Regions from separate parts of the Zea mays genome. Here region 2 is linked to region 1. A link is a contact called in public Hi-C data. All regions are on one chromosome and are shown on one strand. The core of a region is the stretch at or near the end of the contact, and the rest is flanking DNA. Distances in the headings are between cores, read along the strand shown. Region 1 holds the start of LOC100278051. Region 2 holds the start of LOC100285621 (WRKY39v2 - superfamily of TFs having WRKY and zinc finger domains).

Region 1 (6,784 bases), core at 2,172-4,671:
AAAATGATATATCAAAACCCTCTTGAGCACTAAGAGGAGAATCTCATTTAGGGGGAGTTTTGTTTAGTCAAAAGAAAAGCATTTGAAACATGGGGAGAAAATTTCAAATCTTGAAAATGCTTTGCAAAATCTTATTTATTTACCTTTGACTATTTGTAAAAGAACCTTGAAAAGGATTTACAAAAGAATTTGCAAAAACAAAACATGTGGTGCAAACGTGGTCCAAAATGTTAAAAACAAAGAAACAATCCATGCATATCTTGTAAGTATTTATATTGGCTCAATTCCAAGCAGCCTTTGCACTTACATTATGCAAACTAGTTCAATTTTGCTCCTCTATATTTGCTTTGGTTTGTGTTGGCATCAATCACCAAAAAGGGGGAGATTGAAAGGGAATTAGGCTTACACCTAGTTCCTAAATAATTTTGGTGGTTGAATTGCCCAACACAAATAATTGGACTAACTAGTTTGCTCTAGTGTATAAGTTATACAGGTGCCAAAGGTTCACAACAAGCCAATTAAAAAGACCAATGTTGGGTTCAAAATAGAGAGCTAAAGGCATCCCGAAAGGCTCCCTGGTCTGGCGCACCGGACTGTCCGGTGTGCCACCGGACAGTGTCCGGTGCACCAGGGGACCTCGCGCTGAACTCCTCAGCCTCGGGAATTTTCGGAGCCGGCGCGCTATAATTCACCGGACATGTCCGGTATACACCGGACAGTGTCCGGTGCTCCAAGAGGACGCGGCTCTGGAACTTGGCAGCCTCGGGAATTCGCAACAGCTGCTCCGCTATAATTCACCGGACATGTCCGGTGTACACCGGATTGTCCGGTGTAACAACGGGGCAACGACTACTTCGGCGCCAACGGCTACCTGCAGACGCATTAAATGCGCGCCAGCGCGCGCAGAAGTCAGGCACGCCCATACTGGTGCACCAGACAGTCTACAGTACATGTCCGGTGCGCCACCGGACATCCAGGCGGGCCCAGCGTCAGAGCTCCAACGGTCGGAACCCTAACGGCCGGGTGACGTGGCTGGCGCACCGGACATGTCCGGTGCACCATACGACAGTCAGCCCCACCAAACGGCTAGTTTGGTGGTTGGGGCTATAAATACCCCCAACCACCCACCATTCATGGTATCCAAGTTTTCCACTTCTCAACCACTTACAAGAGCTAGGCATTCAATTCTAGACACACAAAGAGATCAAATCCTCTCCAATTCCACACAAGGCTCTAGTAACTAGCGAGAGAGATTTGCCGTGTTCTTTTGAGCTCTTGCGCTTGGATTGCTTCTTTTCTTTCTCACTTGTTCTTGTGATCAAAACTCCATTGTAATCAAGGCAAGAGGCACCAATTGTGTGGTGGCCCTTGCGGGGAAGTTTTGTTCCCGGTTTTTGATTTGAGAAGAGAAGCTCACTCGGTCGAAGGGACCGTTTGAGAGAGGGAAAGGGTTGAAAGAGACCCGGTCTTTGTGACCACCTCAACGGGGAGTAGGTTTGCGAGAACCGAACCTCGGTAAAACAAATCCTTGTGTCACACTCCTTATTTGCTTGAGATTTGTTTTGCATCCTCTCTCGCGGACTCGTTTTTATTTCTAATGCTAACCCGGCTTGTAGTTGTGTTTATATTTGTAAATTTCAGTTTCGCCCTATTCACCCCCCTCTAGGCGACTAACCAAGTTTGAGTAGAGATAAGAAGAAGAAAGCAAGTCCTTTTCACTTGATTGCTTTGTAAAGATATAGAATATATTAAGAGCAATATTACAAGTGAATTTGAGAGACACGGGAAGGGGGAAAATTAACAAGTCGCTTCTAGGTATGAAAACAGACAAAAATAGTCGGAAAAACCCTCTCCCATTCAAGTTCCTGTATTTTTTTTTATCAAAAACAGGAGCTGGAGCAAGATGGCCGGTTTTTTTTATCGAAAACAGGAGTTGGAGCAGGATGGCCGGAAACGGTAGCGGGATATATGATTACATGAACGGATTACAACGAACAGATACACAATGAAAATAGACGGTAACTGAAAACGTTAGCCGGATTATGTAATATCGTATCAAGATATCAACCATTAAACTTATATCTCATGTCTCAGGCAATGCACGCTCCATGGCTCCAATACTCCAACTAACCAAGAAAAAATGACCAAAATGAACAAAGTCAGAACGAAACCAACGCCAAAACTAAAACAAAAATGTGGAAAAAGATACACACACCAAAACATAAACGAAAAGAAACTCTAGATAACGACGACTAGTTATTAGAGGCTTTAATCTCTCCTTCGTTCTGCTCTCTTAGTTTGAAAACACGCTGCATACGTATATGACCATGGCGTGGCAATCTGTGTCACTCATGGATGTTTGGTTTATTGCTTCACTTGCCACAATTTACCACATTTAAGATTAGACAAGTTTGACCAAGTTAGATATATATTTGGTTTAGAGCACAATTATGAATAGATTTTTCTCCAGCTATGTAGATCCAACTCGTCAATGACTTATAAAAGTGTAACAAGATTTCCTTAGACTTAGTAAAGTGTGGCACATAATTTAAGCGTCTAACCTTAGACACCTTAGACAAATATGACATAAAAATGTGTGACAATTTTTTGGTAACTTAGATATAGAACTAAACAGGCCCTCATTTAGGGACTTAGGGTTTCCCAATCTTCAGTTCATCACTTCGACAGATAGGCCGTAGACGGTAGCCGGTAGGATTTAGGCTCCTGTTGGGCTCCGGTGTGTGTGGGTTTGTGGCCGTGTGCCCATTTGAGAGTGTGGTTTGTCATCTTTGGGCTTAGATGTCCTAGATTCCGAAAATAAGGACTGAACCGTTCCGGCACGTACTCTTCTGGTGTCTGTACCGTTTTCGGGTTTTCCGAGCGGACGAAACAGGACTAATTAAGTTCCTTCTTTTAACCATAATATCACATTTGTCTCTACGTATTTTAGAAGAACTCTTTGTAATTATTTATATCGTCTTACTCATATATATATTTTTTGTATTGCTATTGAAGAGCAAAGAATCTATCATTTTGCAATTAATTATGGTGATCTAGTCCCATGTGCAACATTCCACTCCGTTGTCTAAAGTTGACTGGGAGTCGAAAAGGAAAAAAATATCTCGAGCACTCTGTGAACACAAGCAAAACAATTCTTATCTCAGCGGATATCCAGGATTGGTTCTTCCAGAACCCTCAACCAGAAATTTCCGACACTACTATATAAAACGGAGTAGTAAAGAAGCCGAAGAAAATAGAGGAAATGGATTGAAATCCCAGAAAACCACACGGCACTGAGCTGCCCCGGGTCACAGGCTCGCAGCGAGTGCGTGAGGCGGCCGTTGCCCCCACTTCGGCCTTGTATTTTCCCGAAAACTATATATACCTCCGCGCTCCCTCCCCTTTCCCTTTCCTCCGTCACACCCACCCACCTCCGCCGCTCACAAGCCCTAGATGTCCCCCCTCTCCTGCCCCCGCCGCGCCGCCGCCGCCCGCGCCACGGGCCGATCCCACCAGATCTCGCGCGAATCGGAGGCCCCGCTCCTCCCCGTGGCCCGATTCTCCGCCCGCGCGACCAGGAACGGCGCTGATTTGAGCCGGTTTTGGAGGTGAGGTGGGGGTGCGATTTCGGTGGTCCTGGGCCTTGCGGGGCCGGGTGGATGGATGCGGTGGAGCTGCCGTTACCAGCCAAGGTGGAGTTCGGGAAGATCCTGGCGCCGGCAGCTGCTGTGGAGGGGGTGGATGGGGCCGTCGTCGGTGGTGGCCCCGGAGGTGGGAGCGGGGAGGTGCTCAGGAGCTGCGCCGACGCGGATCAGCGTCACGGTGGTGGTATTGCCCCTCTTCTTCCTTTCCCTTGTCGTATGTTTGGCTGGGGGCCGTGTTGTTGTCGTCACGGTGGAAGGGTTGGGTGTGATTTGAATTTTTGGTGGGGGAGTTAATTTCACTCCTCGTCTGCCTGCTTGTATTATGTAACTCCGCTGCATCTGCTGCTGTTATTAATGGGGGTGCTATAGTTATTTAGCAGGTGGCAAGTAATTTCCATTTCTGTGGTGGAGGTGGAGAGGGAGGACTGCGCTTCCATTTTGTGTCTGGATTGTTTTGTTGCTAATTGGTCATGTTTGCTTGGAGGAAGATGAGTTTGTGGCTGCCGTTCAGAGATGTATGTTAATGAATTATATGGTACAGGAAGGGGAAGCCAGTTCGATTACTTACTTAGCAGATTAGTGATCTCTTTCCACCATGATGCCTGCAGCTTTGATGTTTTTTTCGTGTATTGGCTGATCTATTGCTTGTGGTCTGTGTTGGTTATATGCGCTTGTCTGCAATAGATTACATATTATTCTCTTTTTTCTTGGCAGCTTGTAAATGCTGGTGGCTGTGTACATAGTCCTTTTTATGTGATCTTGAGGTGCTTGGAATTGGTTGTCTAGTGCCCTTGTTATCTGGTAGACTATAGTTGTCTTTTCTAGTTGTCGTGGTGGCATTTACATGGTTCAGTTGATCAGTTCATTTCAAAACTGGTCTTCTACTTTTGCTGTTGCACATGTCCCCTTCCTTCAAAGCCTTCTTGCTTTGTTTGATTTCATGAAACCTTTTCTTTTGTGTACCATGCCCATCATCTTTGTCGTTGTCTTCTCGTACTGTATTGGTGGTTTTATTTACAATAGAAGTGCATATGCTATATTTTATGCCCGTTTACTTATGTTGCTTGACTTGGTGCTTCTTTGATATTCCCATTTCCTGTCAAGAAATCCTCAAATATTTATGTTGTGATCCTCGAATCTGTTCATGATTGTTTGCGAGTGTTGTTATTGGGAAAACTGGGCAGAATTTGCAACAATTCAACCATCCAAAAAGCTGGCTACTGCTTTGTGCTGAGCAGGTTCCTTTCGGGACAAGCTATTATTTTGTTCGATCGCTCTGCTGCATGTACATTGGAGCCAATTCCTTGGAGCTCCTTGCAATTGAAATTGAATAATTGTTCTCAGACGAAACTCATGCAGTAACCTTTCCTTATTTGAACATGAAACCAAACACTGCACTATAGTTGGCTTGCACCCCGATTCTGGTTGTATGTTATGCAGACTGCATTTTACTTGGTTGCATATTGGATTTCCAGCAATGAAGTTTTGTTCATTTTTTTTGTCTATTTGTGTTTCTTTGTGAATAATGTGTGTTTTCTGTTAAGATCAATTCTATTTTCCTCTTTAATTTTTTATTTTTTATATTTTTGGGGACATGCAAGAGAGCTGTTCCGTCATTTATCAGAGAATCAAAGAAGGACCACTCCCTTACAGAGCCTTAGGGGTGTTCATCAAACTTGGACACAAACGCACAAACACTGGTTACCCTTGCTAATTGTGATATTTACATGCATGGTTTTATTTACTGCTGTATGTACTTCGCACTTGCATTCCTTTCATGTATTTTCATTTGCCATAGACTGGGGAGATAGGTGGAACTTAACTTTTTAATGGGTGTTTTACTATCTATTTTGTCTCCTCATTTTTCTATACATCTAATACAATTTTGTAATGGAAAGTTTCAGAATGCAGCTGTTGTGTTGTGGTCTTTGTTCTCTCTTCTTTTAAAACCTTATATAAATTCATCTTTTCTAGTTTTTCTATGGAGTAATGTGTTTTACTTTAGAGGAATTTTAATCATGGTTCTTAAGGTGCTATGGCTGAGTTGTAGCGAGCCAGCTTCTTCCAAGGTGATGTTTGGTTCATATATTGTTAAGGGAATGGTAATGGGATCCCTTACCGGCGGTAATGGTCACTAGTTATAATTGGATTGGATATTAGTACCTAGTATTACTAGAAAGAACTCAACCAAACATAAGTATCGGTATCCATTACCTCGTGTAATCCATTTACATTACATTTCGGCGAACCAAACACTTAGCAAATGTCTATGTGATGCCTAGGCGGTGATAAGGCGAGGAAAGGCTACGCCATAGTGCCATACAAATTCTAACATGTGGCTGAGGAAAAAGGGAAAAAAGAAAAAAGGAGAAGGGAGGAGTAAGAAGGAGCTGGCCCAGCCCATCAGCCAGCCCATGTACCCTCCCCTGGGTAACCTACATGGATACATTTAATGGGGACCCAGATTCCCAGCGCCACTGCTCGTCCTCTGTCTCTTGTGTGAATGCTCTCTCCCTTGGCGCACCTTGCTTCTCCCATTATCCAGATGCATGGCCACCACCCAAAACTTCTCCCTCCTGCTTTTTCTTCACTGCTATATGCCCTCGAATCGACTATTGCTGCGGTCTCCTTCCAGACCGGCTGTGCCACAGTTGACTGCAGCAAGTGCTGCACCGCCCAGTTGCCCACTGGCACTGGAGAGCGGGGATGGCAGCAGCTGCAGGTTCTTGGCCTTGCTTGGTCTCTACCCTCCTGTTCTTCCTCTGTTCTTGCTCCCTCCCTTTCTTCCGCTGACTTTTGGTCATGGCGATGGGAACGCCCGGATTTTCAGTGTATCGCCTAGGTGACACCTTAATAACCACAATTTTAATAGTAGGCTATCATGAATTTATTCATGAACTTTCTTTAGAGGGTTTTCTCATGGCTGATAATGTGATGAGTTAATTACCATTGAACGCAGAAATTTTCTCTGAGAGCATATATAACTTCATCCTCCTTTGGGCTTGCTTGTATGTTGAATTGTTCTTTTTTTTGGCCCATTCATCCATGAGTCTTGTTCATACCCTTAGAAAATATCTTCATATCAATCATTCATTTAAAGTTAAAGTGAAGAATATGATTATATGGGTTCTTACAAAATT
Region 2 (7,100 bases), core at 443-2,942, 410 kb before region 1:
TTTTCTTTTTAATATATTTGTATCTCTATTTTTTAAGGGTACTTTTGTCTTTTCCCCTTCTGCATTGGTCCTACTGAGAGAGTCTAAAATATAAAGTACTAGCAATGTGCTCGTACGTTGGTGGTGCGGTTTCCATTTACAAGTATGGACCGTAAAATATAAAAACATGTACGTTTTGTTGGCTACTTGGGTGTAATTGTAAGTATGGAGCCAACAAACATAGTTTTAAATCCTATTTATACATAATTTTAGTTTTGTTACTATTTAAACGTGGAGGAACACAACAACAGAGGAAACCATGCATGAAACCGTGTCAAGATGTCATGAAACAAGACATGTTTTGACATTAGATAGTACCACGAATTAAAATGTATTCCACCATGGTATATCCGACTATTACTAAAAATATTTGTATTTATATCTGATCCATGCATCCATAGGCTAATAGTTTTCATACAATACATTGTATTTTGTAAAACCAGGAATGTATAATGTAGATAAGATATCTCAAACATCAATAAGTACTAAAAAAATCAAGAGATGGCGTCCTCTTGTACGAATTATAGCTAAAAGATTGCATATTATATCTATTTGAAGTCAAAAAACAACAGCGAAAATTTCAATACATGCCATCCTTTTGCTATTAAAATAATAGCTAGATTATTGCAAATTGAAATACTGATATCATGTTAGATCTCGTTATAAATATGAGTCTTACCGAATCCAATATATTTTGGTGGTAAATGCTAATAAAAGTTAAATAAATTATGGAAGAATTTATCGATCATATCTATAAGGATACGTTCATATATCCTATCCATGGAACAAAAAAAGATTATATAGTGTATTGGATTTCATAAACCCGTGACCAAATACGTCAATAATTAATGAAAATTTCAAGGCACAACATCCTCATGTATAGAAGTCATAGCTAAAACGTTGCATATTATATTCGAATGTCAACCGATAATGGAAGCTTCAATACATGGCAGACTTTTACCATTAAATTTACAGCTAAAAATTTGCAAATCGGGAGTGTATATACCTTGCTAGAGACAATTATAAGTGTGGACCTCATTAAGTAACTCATATTTGGTTTGAAGCAGTAATAGAAATTTGAATAAATTCCATGCTGATTTACCAACCATGTTCAGAAAGATACGCATGTATATCATATATCCTATCACGCGTGACGCGTCAACACACAAAGTGAGATTTTGTACAATATGTAATCAGAGTCAAAATAGTATCGATACAATCCATTTAGATGCTAATAATTAATCAAAATTTCAATACAATCTATCCTCATGATACAACTCATAGCCAAAAGATTGAAAAAAATATGTGTATTATCTTGTTAGAACCGATTATACATCCGTATGTTCAGAGATTTCGATCAAGAAAAATCTCCTCAGAACCTCTGCTTAGTAGATTTCATTTATCAGCCTCCTTTTCTCTCTCTCATCCTCTTTGAATTTTCTCACCCTTTGACATCTCAGAAAGTCAAGTGGGGCTGCCTGCCCGACTCTGCCTGCGCGGCTGCGTCTCTATAAAACTCCAAGGCCCAAGAAAAGAAAAAGAAACCAGAAAGAAAAGAAAAAACCCACAGCATAGACCAGTAGCCCTCACCCCTTTTTAGGACAGGATCCAATGCCTTTGCCCACCACACACTCTCTCTCTCTCCTTTTACTCTTCTCATAGTCTTCTCACTCTTCCCAAACAATCAATAAACTAGCAAAAGTCAGCGCCTCCCCCTTATCTCCTCCGCCACTTTCCTCCATTTCCAAGAACTCAACCACTCCACGTCGTCGTCGTTTGCTGCCGCTGCGCAATGGAGGAGGAGCGCTGCTTCAACAACTGGGATCTGGACGCCGTCGTCCGCCTGGGCTGCCGCCGCCGCCTCTCCCCGCCACGGCAGCCCGACCCGTTTGCTTCGCTTCTCCCTCCGACCCTGCCGTCGCCGTCGCCGTCGCCGCCGCAGAAGGAGAAGCCCGTGGTGCCAGCGCTGGCTAAAGGACCAGAGCCAGAGCCATACGCCGGGTGGCGCTTTCCTAACCTCGGTGCTGGCGGCGGGCAAGACGGCGACGAGCTCATGAGGGCCATGTTAGCAGTCCAGCCTTCCCTGCCTCAGCCTCTGCCAACGACAACGCCAACGCCAACGCCAACGCTTCCCCCGGCAGCAGGAGAGCATCGACAGTCGACTGTTACAGCCGTGGACGTGCCGCTACCCCAGGTGCGCCCCGCTCCGGCCGCCAGAGCGCAGCCGAGCGGGCGGCAGGTGCCCGGTGCCGTGCCAAGATCCAAGAGAAGGTACTCTTCTCTGCTGAGTGCCTCCACTCTCCACACGCCAGCGGTTCTTTGAACTGTTTCTTGAGGAGGCTGAAAGCTCGGGTATATGCATACTGCTAAGTGCTAACGCTGTTTCCGCCGCGCACTCCAGGAAGAACCAGGTGAAGAAGGTGGTCTGCCACGTTCCGGCGGACGGCTCGTCGTCGGACATGTGGGCGTGGCGCAAGTACGGCCAGAAGCCCATCAAGGGCTCCCCCTACCCAAGGTCGGTCAGCCAGAACAATCCCTTGTTTCTCTCACAGCTTCTTGCCGGCGTCGCGTCGGGGCAAACCGATCTCACCGCCTGCTGCTCAATTTCTTGAACAGGGGATACTACCGGTGCAGCAGCTCCAAGGGGTGTGCGGCGCGGAAGCAGGTCGAGCGCAGCCGCGCGGACCCCAACACCTTCATCCTCACCTACACCGGCGAGCACAACCACGCGGCGCCGACCCACCGCAACTCGCTCGCCGGCACCACCCGAAACAAGTTCCCCTCCTCGGCGGCGCCTCCGCCGCCTCCGCCGTCCGTGGTGGTGGGCGGCGCCGGTGCCGGCGACGCGCAGCATCAGCAGCCGAGCCCGAGCCCGGCGTCCACGTCGACCGCGGGGCTCTCGCCCACGACGCCGCTGCGCACGCCGTCGATGGAGGAGGAGGAGATGGACGACGACGACGACGAGCTGCTGGTGGAGGACATGGAGATGGTCGGCGAGGACGAGCTCTTGTTCCTCAACATCGACGCCGACGCCGAAGCTGACGCCGGGGCACCACTGGAGCCCATGCCCTCGCTCTTCGACGTCGTCGACGAGCCCTTCCTAAACTCCCCTTGGCTGACGGCCACCAGCAGCGCCGGCGAGCCAGCCACAGGGGCAGCCGGCGCCAGGAGCTGACTTCTCCAACAGATAGAGACAATGATGTGCCGTCCGTCCGTCTTTGTAGATGAAACAAAATCAAGGGAAGCGAAGAGAGTAGAAGAAATCATCTGATCTGCCATTGTAATGCATCCATCAGTAGCATCGACATCATGATACTAGTATTAGTCCTAGCATCGGTAGTCAGTCCTGACCAGTACAGAGCTTGATCCATCAACCCTCAAAGCAGTTCTTCCTTCCTCACCGCTCAGAACAACATCTTTGCATTTTGTTCTTTTTCTGCTCTTTTTTTAGGTATGGTTGTGACTTTGTATCTCTTTTGTTAGGTGCCTGTTTTTTTGCATTTGTGTATAGAAAGTGGTAGATGATGAACCAACAAAAGGAGTGAAAAAACAGTTAAAGAAGATTAGTGGATGGTGTGCTTGGGTGGCTCTTCTTGCTTCTTCCTTTCCCTCCTCAACAACTTCTCTTCCTGCATGTAGCTTCTTCTTGTGTAGGCTTGAAGAGATGATGGTTCCATGCCGCTGTGTTGTTGGATGGATCTGTTCGTTTGTGGTGTGGTGTGTGTGGATGGTGCTCGGTGCTTTGGCTGCTTTCTGCAGCAGGAATGGAGGACCGGAAAAGGTCAAGGGGTTTAGCGTTATTTTTCTCTTGGTTTTGTTTGTATCTCCTCTGACTTTTTTGAGGGGAGGACAGAGGGGGTGCTGTGTTCCCATGGATTCCATGGGGGGGCTTTGGAGGGAGGTCAAGGAAAAGTTGGAGAGGGATTGTTTAGGACCACCAACAGGCCACATGAAAACCTACTCCATACAGTGTCACACACTACCACAACCTACACTCTAGAATCTTATAATGATTGACAATGCGAACCGAGATGACTTTAAAATCGTTTGCAGCCTGTGTGAAACACATATGGGTAATGGATGATAATCCAAATATTTTTTTATATGAAGTTAGACTTTTTAATTAATTTTAGTTTAAAATAAATAGGAATAGAGATCGATTGTAATCCGATTTAATCCTTAAATTTTATAGTGTAAAATCTAGAGTCCATTACCACTTCTACCTTTAGGACTTGTTCTGTAGTGGTGAATTGAGAGTGATTGGAGGGAATTAAATTCTTTCCTATTTATAACCGAAATAGAAGGAGATTTAGACCCTGTTTGGGATAGCTCCAGCTCCAAGAAATTTGGTGAAGCAGGTCATTAGATGCTCTAGAAAATCGTCAGAGTTAGAGTTGTAAGCCTTTAAAAGACATTTAGATAAGTAATTTGTTTATTATTTAGATTAAAATATTTTAAAAACTAATTAAATTGATATTATAAACTACAACTCCACACTGAAGCTAAAACCTGGAGCCATCTCAAACACCCCCTTAATCCTCTAATCCCCTCCAATCCCTATGCAACCAAACAAGTCATTAGAGGCTATTCGACAGCCCAAACTCTAGGACTAGTTCCAGGTCAGGACCAGTTCCACGCCAAGATGGAGTGGATTCTGACGGTTTACTAAAACCTGGTTTTTGATTCCAACTGCTTGTAGATGTGGCTCCAGTCCGAGCTGAAGAGGGGTGAAAAGACCTAGAATGGCCTGGTTTTGTTCACGAATTTCGGGTTGGTCCAGTTTTAATCTAGACCAAATAATTCCATATGGAATGAGCCGTGTTCCAGGACGTTTTGGGCCAGACCGAACGGGCCTTAATGTGCTCGGATCAACAATATTTTTGAATCTTTGATCTATAATTTGTGTTTTTGAAAAGAAATGTTTAATAATTTAATTAATTCTGCCATTTGCTCCCACTATTTAAGTTTGCTTGCTAATCAACTTCTTAGGTTTTCATTGTTTTGTACTATATACCATAAATGTGCTCAACACACGCCTTAGTCACTACAAAATTATAGTTACTAAGATTTGTATTATATCATTTCAGCTCTTTCTTATCACTGTTAAGAATCATTTTTTAAAAGCGTAACATTGCTTCTTGTTTAAGAAAATACTTGGTAGAGAAAATTAGCGGGAGGATCTTTTAAAATATGTTATATATCCAAAATTCAATTTTAGAATGGGAATAAGTAAAAATAACAAAAAACAATTATTAAATATTTCTTGAAAATCAAAGTTTAATTATGTTGTTAATAATTTGAACATAAAAATGATTTTATAAAAAACTATAACTTAATTTAACTTAATATTTTTTCTTACATTTATGCCTTCCACATCAATTTATTCGGTGAAAAACCGACTACAAAATCTCAATACAACCCAAACCATTTTAGCTAATTTTAAATTACTTAAAAATGTTTTTTTTCAAAAAAAGTTACAAAATCCAAAGAAGGTTCAACTTTAGAAAAAAATCAAATTTAACAAGCAGCAATAATGTTGTCATATTTACTTTGGTTCAAAAATATATTGTAATATAAAGTCTCACATTTTTTAAAAATAAAAAACTTTTTAAATGAATCAAACAAAAGAAAAAGCGAAACTTTAAATATTCTTAGAAACCCCAATCTTTTGAAAAGTGCAACTCACAACCTTTCTTATTTTCTTTTTACTTTTCTTAGCCTCATCTTTTGTCTTTTTGTCTATTGGTCTACTAGCCGCCAGCCCATCGATAGCTCAGCCTTGACTCACTCGTCATTCTTTTGTGTGCCTAACCTAGCCATTCACTCGATTCACTAGCTTTGGACAAGCCAACCTACCAGTTTGTCAGCCACGTGCAGTCACAGCTCGCCATCCCCTCCCACTCACTAACACTACGACCCCACTCATAAACAGTGCTACATATGCAGGACATCCTACCCCTAGCACACCTCTCTCCCCTCAATTATTTTTAACATGAGCACACCACTTGTGAGTTCCCTACCCCCACACCCAACTACACCTTCCCAAATCCCCTCCCCTTCTTTGGCATAACCTTGGACAAATGCAATCAACCTTGCCATGGAAGAATACTCATAGCCTTCCAAGAAATAGTGCACCCCTCCCTTTCCTAGTTGTCTACGTCCTTTCCTTCCTTAGCCCTGCTCCTCTTTCCATATTCCAAATTTGATAGTGTCTTTCTTCCATCTCCATTAACCAAGCTCTCCCATGCATTGATGACCCTCATTGCATCTTCCTCATAGCCCTTTGCCCCTTTCCTCATACCTCACATGCTCTGCTACGACATTGCCCATAGGCATAGAATCGTTAGTGCCGCCACCATCATTTGTCTAACAAAAGCCCCTACCGCACCCAACACTTTGTTCATCACCATGCTATGACTATGATCCTTGTGGAACCCATTGCTACCCTATTGTTGGTTCTTTCACTTAAGTAATATAACTGCCAATTCTTGCTAAAAATGAGAATCACATGTGGTTCTCCTTGCCGCCTTTACTTTTTCGCCTTTGCAAATCGATGATTTATAAAGGTTGGTTCCCATCCGCCTCTACAAATCCATTCACAGAAGTGATTGGAATCCATAGCGCAATTACAAATAAGTTCTGGCATACCGCTAATAGCCTCTTTCTCATTCTAGAAACTTGATCTATTCGAAAACATACACACAACCAAAAGGTTCAATTCAAGAAATATATAACTAGTTAATACATGGCATGATAAATATCTAGAAGTTCCATATTATTATTTAATAATACAAGGTATGATATACATAGCTATCAACTATAAAAGTCTAGTTGTTTCAAGAATGCATCCTCTTCCTCATGCATGCATCCACATCAAGTGCCAAGCATTAGAAATTACTACATAATATCTATAACACCCCGACCACTCTCGGACCGGTAGTACTTACTCCTGGCAGCCCTCTAGGATCATAGACCATCTCCACAGACCAACATGAGTCTTTTATGCGCACTTTGTCCTCACTCATGTGCACCCAAGAAAACTTCCCAATCGGTCACCCATC

The links. Hi-C and Micro-C count contacts between places; a contact is called where the count stands out from the background.
Region 2: a Hi-C map of ear shows a contact between it and region 1, with 2.6 times the contacts expected there. The contact joins the promoter of LOC100285621 here to the promoter of LOC100278051 in region 1. A contact is called at or near these places in 2 of 25 Hi-C or Micro-C datasets (ear and endosperm).

Annotation. Positions count from the first base shown.
Region 1 is chr5:140,680,596-140,687,379 of Zm-B73-REFERENCE-NAM-5.0, reverse strand. It overlaps LOC100278051, which reads left to right and starts at 3,421. Exons shown (of 6, transcript NM_001354131.1): 1 at 3,421-3,828. The coding sequence starts at 3,660.
Region 2 is chr5:141,087,470-141,094,569 of Zm-B73-REFERENCE-NAM-5.0, reverse strand. It overlaps LOC100285621 (WRKY39v2 - superfamily of TFs having WRKY and zinc finger domains), which reads left to right and starts at 1,692. Exons shown (of 3, transcript NM_001158512.2): 1 at 1,692-2,310; 2 at 2,441-2,554; 3 at 2,656-3,604. The coding sequence starts at 1,832. The coding sequence ends at 3,214.